2 separate regions of the Mus musculus genome follow, and region 1 is linked to region 2. A link is a contact called in public promoter capture Hi-C data. All regions are on one chromosome and are shown on one strand. Each heading gives the region's core, a stretch centred on a gene start, on an enhancer-like site or on the middle of the called end of the contact. The rest is flanking DNA. Distances are from core to core; before and after follow the strand shown.

What was found. Promoter capture Hi-C pulls out the DNA fragments that hold promoters and counts their contacts.
Region 1: a promoter capture Hi-C map of liver shows a contact between it and region 2, with 4 times the contacts expected there. The contact joins two enhancer-like sites. A contact is called at or near these places in 2 of 39 promoter capture datasets (both in liver), 7 of 484 Hi-C or Micro-C datasets (bone marrow-derived macrophages, double positive thymocytes, large pre-B cells and 2 more) and 2 of 115 datasets of contacts at active chromatin or transcription factors (CD8 T cells and bone marrow-derived macrophages).

Annotation. Positions count from the first base shown.
Region 1 is chr16:24,872,826-24,876,993 of GRCm38.p6, forward strand. All of the region lies in intron 9 of Lpp (LIM domain containing preferred translocation partner in lipoma), which reads left to right. Among named protein-coding and RNA genes, the nearest start is that of Gm22672, 9.3 kb to the right of the region's middle. Within about 2 kb of position 1,531, at least 17 of the 459 cell types and tissues checked have an H3K27ac peak or open chromatin away from gene starts, as enhancers often do. A contact at or near this core is called in liver, where this site is marked.
Region 2 is chr16:24,640,258-24,644,283 of GRCm38.p6, forward strand. All of the region lies in intron 5 of Lpp (LIM domain containing preferred translocation partner in lipoma), which reads left to right. Among named protein-coding and RNA genes, the nearest start is that of Mir28a, 190 kb to the right of the region's middle. Within about 2 kb of position 1,289, at least 25 of the 459 cell types and tissues checked have an H3K27ac peak or open chromatin away from gene starts, as enhancers often do. A contact at or near this core is called in liver, where this site is marked.

The DNA.
Region 1 (4,168 bases), core at 281-2,780, 230 kb after region 2:
ACACGCAAATACTATAAAAGTTTGCGCACCTTGTGTGTGCGCCTAGTGGCTACAGAGACCAGAAGAGGACATCAGATCCCCTGTAACCAAAGTTACAATCAGTTGTTAGCTGCCATGTGTGTCCTAGGAATGAACATAGGTCCTCTTGGAAGAGCAACAAATGCTATTAATCACTGAGACATCTCTCCAGCCCCAAAGGTGTTTTTCATTTTGTTATTTTTCATCTGTTTGAAACAGGGTTTCACTGTGTAGCCCTTGCTGGTCTAGAATTCACTGTGAAGATCAGGTTGGCCTCAAGCTCATGGAGATCCAACTGGCTTTGCCTCCCAATTACTGGAACTAAAGACATTTGTCACCACAACCTGCCAAGTTTGAAACTTTTACACGTCTGTGCCAGTCTACAGTCTACCCTGTGCCTCAGTTATGGTGCCTTACAGTAAACCTTGCTTTCAAACCGTTTACATCCTTCAGCAAGTTGAATATAGTGGTACGTGTCTCAGCCACTGTAGAGGCTATGGCAACAATGTTACAAGGTCAGTTCCACCCTGAGCAACACAGCATCTCCCTGTCCCACTTTCTTTTTTTGTGTAGATAGAGGATGAGAGCAAAATATCCACCTCTGTTATTGTCAAAATTGGTTGGACTGTTCTGCATCCTTTTGCATTCTAGAAGTGGCTTGTCAATTCATATTGATAAAGCCCGCAGGATTACTCATAATTCAAATGAGAAGCATTGACTCCTTAAAAGGACTTCCAAACCATGAACATGATGTATCTGTTCCTTGATGTAAGTGTTCTTTCATTTTGCTCGGTGACTTTTTTTTAATTTTAAACTATAGAAGTCTTATGTATATTTTGGATCAAAAGCTAGAAATAAAAGCCAAAATTATAAAGTTTTTATGAAAAAAAACACTCCCAAGAAAGTTCTTATGAAATTAGGGCAGTCAAAGATTTAATGTAGGATATACCCAAATAAATCTATTGAAAGATAAATTCAATTTCATCAACATTCTAAAAGCGTGTAAGTCCAGGACATGGAAACTCTTGACAAGAGAACTAAAATTTACATCCATACCAGCCAGGGCTTGAAACAAGACCCTGTCCTCAAAAAACGAAAAGCAGAAAAATCTAAAACTTGTTCTCAGAAGAAACCATTGAAATGTGAAACACCAAGCCATGCATCCAAAATGATATGTGTCCAGTATACAGAGAGCAGGTTTCTAACTCAATCAAAACAAAAAACAAAAGGAGGCAAAAGGTTTAAACAGATGCTTTTCTGGGAAAAATCATCAACTAAAAATATGCTTGGTATCTGTGGTCCCCAAGAAGAGACTTCCTAAAGTGTCCCCTTACTTGAGTTAGGAACAAATTCAAATTGAAGAGATTCGAGGCTCTGCCACGTCCCAGGCGCGAACTGGGATGTGAAATGGCTGAGATTCTCCTGAACTGCTGAGAACAGGATCGTACAATGGATACTTTTAAAAGATCTTAGCAGTGTCTTTAAAAATTAAACACACAGTAAACATAACCAAGCTTTTCTCCAACATGTTCGCCTAAAGCAAACAAAACCCCTGTTTTCACACAGACTTGAACATAGAGGTTGATGTCAACTTTATTTGTAGTAGTCAAAATTGGCAGTGGCCCAAGACTCCATCTGTAGGTGAAAGGACAAATTGCATCATCGTCACACAGTAAAATGGACACATAGGGAAATAAGCTGGTAAAATGTGAAAGACTGACTTGCTGAGGGTAGGGAGGAATGCCAAGAGAAAGACATGGGTGATAGTTCTGGCTTGGTCATGGTGTTAACTATAGCTTTTACATTTATTAAAAATAATCAAAACATTTACGTAAAATGGCCTTGGTTATTACATTTACAGAATATCCAAAAGTATAGTATGGCTTAGCAACTAAGAAGACTTGTTCCTCTTTGAACCAAGACATGGTTCCTAATACCCACACTAGTATTCACAGCCTCCTAATTCCAGTTCCAGGGGATCCAATACCCTCTTTTGGCTTCCGGGACACCTGCATGTACACAGTACACACACATGCAAGAAGGCACACATGCAGACACAGAAATAAAATTTTAAATTTTAGTATATGGAAATAAACACCATGAAGTACATTTCTATATTTTTTTTCCCGTTAGACTGAAGCATGCTTAAGTGAGGGTTAGTGAACCATACATACTGCAGAGTTTCCTCATTTCTGCACACCTTTTTTGGGCTTCTTTAGAAACAATAAGAACTTAAAGGCTGTTTATGCTTTTCCCCCTTAATATTTAAAGTTTGTGTGCACGTGCCTGATTGAACCTTATTTACCTAAGTAAAATATCCTGATGAAACTTTCCCAGTGCGGTCTACTTAGATTTTAAGAATCTGACCCATTCTTTCCCTCCCTCCCTTCCTTCCTTCCTTCCTTCCTTCCTTCCCTCCCTCCCTCCCTCCCTTCGTTTCTTCTTCTTCTTCTTCTTCTTCTTCTTCTTCTTCTTCCTCTTCCTCTTCCTCTTCCTCCTCCTCCTCTTCTTCTTCTTCTTCTTCTTCTTCTTCTTCTTCTTCTTCTTCTTCTTCTTCTTCTTCTTCTCTTCTTCTTCTTCTTCTTCTTCTTCTTCTTCTTCTTCTTCTTCTTCTTCTTCTTCTTCTTCTTCTTCTCCTCTTCCTCCTCCTCCTTCTCTCTGTCTCTGTCTCTCATTTCACTCTTTTGATCATCATGGACAGATTTGGGGTGAAATGTAGTGCTTCTAGTGACTCTGGCAGGGAGCATCAGTTGGTTATGTCCTGTAAAAGGCATACGGCTAAAGAAGCTTTTGAATGGAAATGGAGTCCCTGTTCTTCTTTTTTCTGTGTCAGCTTTGATTTGATTAGGTCTGAAAAGGGGAAACTATTCAGATACACTAAACAGAAGAGCATTAGCCCACCCCCTAGTCCTTGTGTTACTGTTAAATTTTGGTAGGTAAAAGGCACAGTACAACTCACCCCTGCCTCCCTGAGAACCAGCCACTAAAGCGCACAGTAGGAGGGCTTTGTCATGAAAATTCCAAAGCTTGAAGAGACTCTTGCCTACAGCTTTCCTTGGGGCAGCATCCTACCTGTAGCAGTTCTGACCACTCTACTGAACATCTCTCAGTGCCTGTAAATCTTTCCTTCTGAAAGAGACTGACAGAGATCTAGTCACAAGATATAAGTGCATCTATTAGGCAAGTAACCAGATCCCCATCTTGCAGTAGCCTCATGTGGGTATGTAAGAAGCTTTGATAACCAGGTTTCTATTTGAATCTGGTCAGGCCAGTCTTTGGTTTAGTATGTGTGTGCATGTGACTCTTCTCTCCTTAACATTTGCTAACGATTGGGGTAGTATTTGCATACTGCTGGGGACTGGATGATGTAAAACTTGCTTCTTCTCTCCAATATTGTTCTTCATGGTGAGTTTTTATGTTTTACTTACAACTACTGAACTACTACCATGCACAACAAAGCTACACAGGTCATGAATATTCAAAAGTGTAGCTACCTACCTACCTACTTACCTCTACCTCTACATACACACACACACACACACACACACACACACACACACACACACACACACCACATTTAAAACCATGTACTCTCATGTAAAGGCACATAAACAAATGTACATGTGAGGGCCCTTATTAAATTAACCTCTACAGTCCCCCACAAACTATGTCCACAATGGGAATGTGAAAGCTGTCCTCCACTCTTTCCTCTTTGCCCATTTAGTCTGTTCCTTTATTCTGTGTATTTTGAAACACTTTTGGAATCATCCCCTCTTCCCCAACCATGCTGCCAACTGCTGGTACCATACTTTATAGCCAGGCATAATAGACAGCATGGATTTTAGCACTGAGTAACAAATGAGCAAGTGTTGGCTCTGCTTGTATTTGTTGTTGTGATCATAAAAAGATAAAGCGGTGTTAATATATGTTCTAAGGGGGTGTGGTGGGGTGTGGGTGAAGGGGGTGCCTTAGCCGGCCCATACCAAGGCATCCCCTTCCCCCTGAGAGACCAGCCACACCCCTGAGAGACCAGCCACACCCCTGAGAGACCAGCCACAGGACTGTATAGTGTAGAAAAGAGTTTATTCAGGGCAACTCAATAGAGAGTTAAGAGGGTAGTAGAGGCAGAGAAAAGGAGAAAGTAGAGAAG
Region 2 (4,026 bases), core at 39-2,538:
CAGAGAGCAGACAGACAGTACATAGCATAGCATAGCATAGCATAGCATAGCATAGCATAGCATAGCATAGCATTGATTGCTGTGGTCTCATTACATCTTCATAAAAGCTTCCTGAGCAAGGGTGTTCTCAGTGATCCACTTGGGGAAGCAAGAAGAGTTAATGTGGGTCCCCACTTTCCCTGCTCACACGGCGCTGAGTTTCCCAGGCTTTTGTAGAAGTATGCTTTTAGTTCCTCCTGTGTCATTGTGACCACTTTTTGTAACAACTTGACTCATAGCATCCCAGGGAGGCTTGCCATTCTTTAGGGCTGGGAAGGCATAGTGGGGCAGCTCAGCCTGTGGCTGTGCATCATGGGATACAGGCCTTTCCATGTTGCTGACCACGAGGCGCACAGAGGTAGAACATAACCATGTCTTCCATCAGTCAGGTCTCAGTTCCTCACAGCTCTATAGCTTCAAAATCCCGATAAAGTGAAGCAAAGGGTTCAAGAATGATTCTGTGGAGACATTTCCCACTCAGATGATGGCACCATGATAAGGGAAAACCTTAAAATATTTGTCCAAAGGGCTTATCTGCCTAACAGACCACCGGAAATGAGATGACATTTCCCATTAAGCCTGATTCTAGATCCTTACACCCAGTTGTTCCTAATAGATCCATAACCCTGGCTTACTTGGGTCCTCTGATCAGATGCATGGGTGTTCTGTTGCATGGATCTCCTTGTAAGCTAAAGAGATCCCTGGTTATGTGTCCCTGTTCTGTATTAGGTGCCAGTTTCTCACGGTTCTCTCTCATACTCACGTCTCCTTTGCTTGTGTCAAGGAGCTGCTGCTGAAGAGATGGGTGGCAGTTTCATTGCAGCAGCTTGATGAAGTGACTTTCTGCACACAGAGTGAATTAGTTGGCATGTCACAATTCTGGCTTTATTTTCCCTTGTCCCATGATAGGATTTTTTTTTTTTTAAAACAAACAATTGCCTAATCAGGTAACTCACATCTTATCCAAACAGCATTAACTTTGTGTGTGTGTGTGTGTGTCTGTGTGTGTGTGTGAGTGTGTGTGATTCTGTTAGCGTTTTTGAATTTTATGTATTATGCGCATATATACTAGTGTTACCTTTACATTTGGGGTGTCTTTTAATTTTGCTGTAATTTGCAAGTATAATCAAGTTCATTTCAATTTGCTTTGAAGTTATTAATCTGTTGATGGAGGTTGAAGGTCTAAGTGGATTTGAAATGACTTCCCGTGTGCCATGTGCTGACTCAGTAGCTCACACTGCCTCTCTTCCTGTGTGTTCACTGTACGTCTGTTCCCCTCACACCTGCTATGCCTGCATAACTCTTAACCTTTCCGGTTGCATTTGCCCTGCCTTCCCTGCAGTTTCTTTACTAGTGAAGAGCCTCACTTTCTGCTATGCCTCACTGTGCTGGGTCCCTGCCTCCTCGGGGGTATTAGTGTGTTCTGTGGCCCTACCTGTGTTCAGAATAGAGACACTGCTCCTCTGCCCCTGCTGTTTGGTAATGCGGACTGTGGAACCTTAACATATGGCCTCATCAGTAATAAACTCCCCTGAGAAGCCATGTCAGCCACTTGCTCCCCAGAATGTCCTCATGAAACATCCTTGGCAGGGTAGCACTAACACTCGGGGCTTTCTGTAGCACTGCCCTTTTTTTTCTAAATAACAACAACACACAAAAACAAAACAAAACAAAACAAAACATAAAACAGTGTTTCCCTGTGTAATAATTCCCTTTCCTAGTTCCTGGCCCTCACTTGTGAGTACCTTTAACCCAGTATCTGAGTTGAGGTGTTGGGAATATGTAAAACCTGATTATTTTCCCTATTGGCATCTCCTTATTCAAATGATGAGAAATCTGTGAATCTGCTCATGCCTTGGGGGTTTCTTCTATATACTCTCTGATACTGAAATTTTGACAAAAAACGGGTTGAGTTTCATACTTTCCAAACATGAATTTTGTCCTTGGAAAATGGAATGAGTCATCTTCTTTATGTAGTAGAGATAATTCCCTGACATGTGATATGCTAGCTGCTAGTCATGATTTTGAGTTTTAGTTTATATCTAATTTATATGAATTAACATGAAGTAGAATTTACAATTAGTTCCATCGACTCTCTGTGTTTTAGGCGATGACTCCCATGCTCATCGCATGCTGGGCTGTTTAGAACATCCCATTTAAAACAAATTTGTATTGTCCAGTGGCGATAGAATGGACTCCATAGAGGACAGTTAGGGAACTGGAGGAACCAGTCTTCAGGTGTGTCTTACTGCTTTCTCTAAGCTTAGTTCAAACAATATTGGCCTGTATTGGTAATCAATAAGATACTGAGATACTTTGTTTTCAAGATACTTTCGTTTTTTGTTTTTTGTTTTTTTTTTTAACGTAGGCACCAAAAACCAAAACAAAACAGAAAACTCTGTAGGATAAATCCTCGCTGGCACAGAAGATCAACACTTAGACTTGTTTTATAACCGAGAGGATTAAGAGTACAACACCGCCCAATCCCTAGAATATCAGAGAAACAAAGGCCACAGGTGTTTGAGAGCTTTGTCAGGAGTGCTGTTTCTAGAAATGTGTCCTTCTCATGTTTATGCCCCTGCTGGCTTGGGATGAGAAGTTGTTGGGAATCCTAGAATGTTAAGACCCCTGTCCTCAGAAGATTTCTATATCATAGCCTCGTTCCAATCCAGTCTGAGGCATACGAACAAAAGCTTTCCTATTAAAATGAAGAGATCAACAAAGTAAGTAGATGGTAAATGAATGACATCATTTGTTTGTTTGTTTGTTTGTTTGTTATATAGAGTCAGAAGCTGTGGTTGATACACTCTGGTATTTATTTTTGGGAGAACGATTTTGCCTGATGGTTTGACAGAAATGCCAGGACAGCGTTTCTCCCCTTTGGGTGGCCAGACAGAAGTGAAACCTAGTTGACTTTCACTTCCAATTTACCTTGCTTTGATTTCCAATTTATTGGCACCCAGGATCTGGTGTTTGGGTGGTGACCAAGATCAGCGGGTGAGGGTTACTATGAGAAATTCCACAGGGAATAAGTTGGTGTTGGGTGCAAAAAGCTCATATGTCCTATTTGAGGCTGTGTGAAATGAACTGGATCCTCCCAATGAGGTGGCCCCAGAGATTTAATCCTCTGGGGTGACTGCATTCACAAGTCTTTTCAAGAGCCTAAGCACCATAAAATACAACCACAAAGCCTTCCTTCCAAGGAATGTGTGTATCGGCTCATGTCAAGGGCTCTTAGCAGGAAACAATGAGCCTAAAGCCATAATCTAATAAACAAACAGATAATCCAGTTCAGGTTTGTCTAGGTAATATAATGTCTCTATCAAACTAGTTCTTGCACCTTTAGCTCTATTCAGAAGGAAAGAGTTCTTCGTGGGAATATGTGTGTTTTCTTAGCAGGGGGATGTGTGTTTCCCGTGACCGCATAGCTTGTTTTTCTCTTCTTGCTCAGTCTTGTTGCTCACGGTGGGAATTTTCCATCTTGGTAATTTGGTATTTTCCTTGGTTTTTATTGTAAAGGATGGAAATGTGTACACCTCAATTTCAGGTTTCTTGTTGCACCACCTCCATCTCAGTTGCCTTTGGCCTGGGCAGCCAGTACTCGCTCGTCTTCATGCCTTTCTACCCACCAAACCTTTAGGCAACCAGCAAGCTCGAAGGTGAAGCTGTTTCTATACAGGAAGTTCACGGATTCCTGGGGGGAATTTCCAAAGGTCTGGAGTCCTTTATACTCCCCTGTGACAACTGAGTGGCACGTGGAAAATACTGTACGCTGGGAGTCTACTTTGAAAACAACTACTGAATTGCTTAATTTCCAATATGGCCATGGGGTTTTGGTATGAGGGAGGTCAGTCATTAGCAGCACGAGTTACTGAGTTCTCTTTGCCTGATCTTGCCTAGAGAATTATGTGTTATGGTAAATGCTCAATGAGTGCCTTCTTGCAGTTAGGCTAACTGCCCTGCCATAACATCGGGCTATTTTCTGGC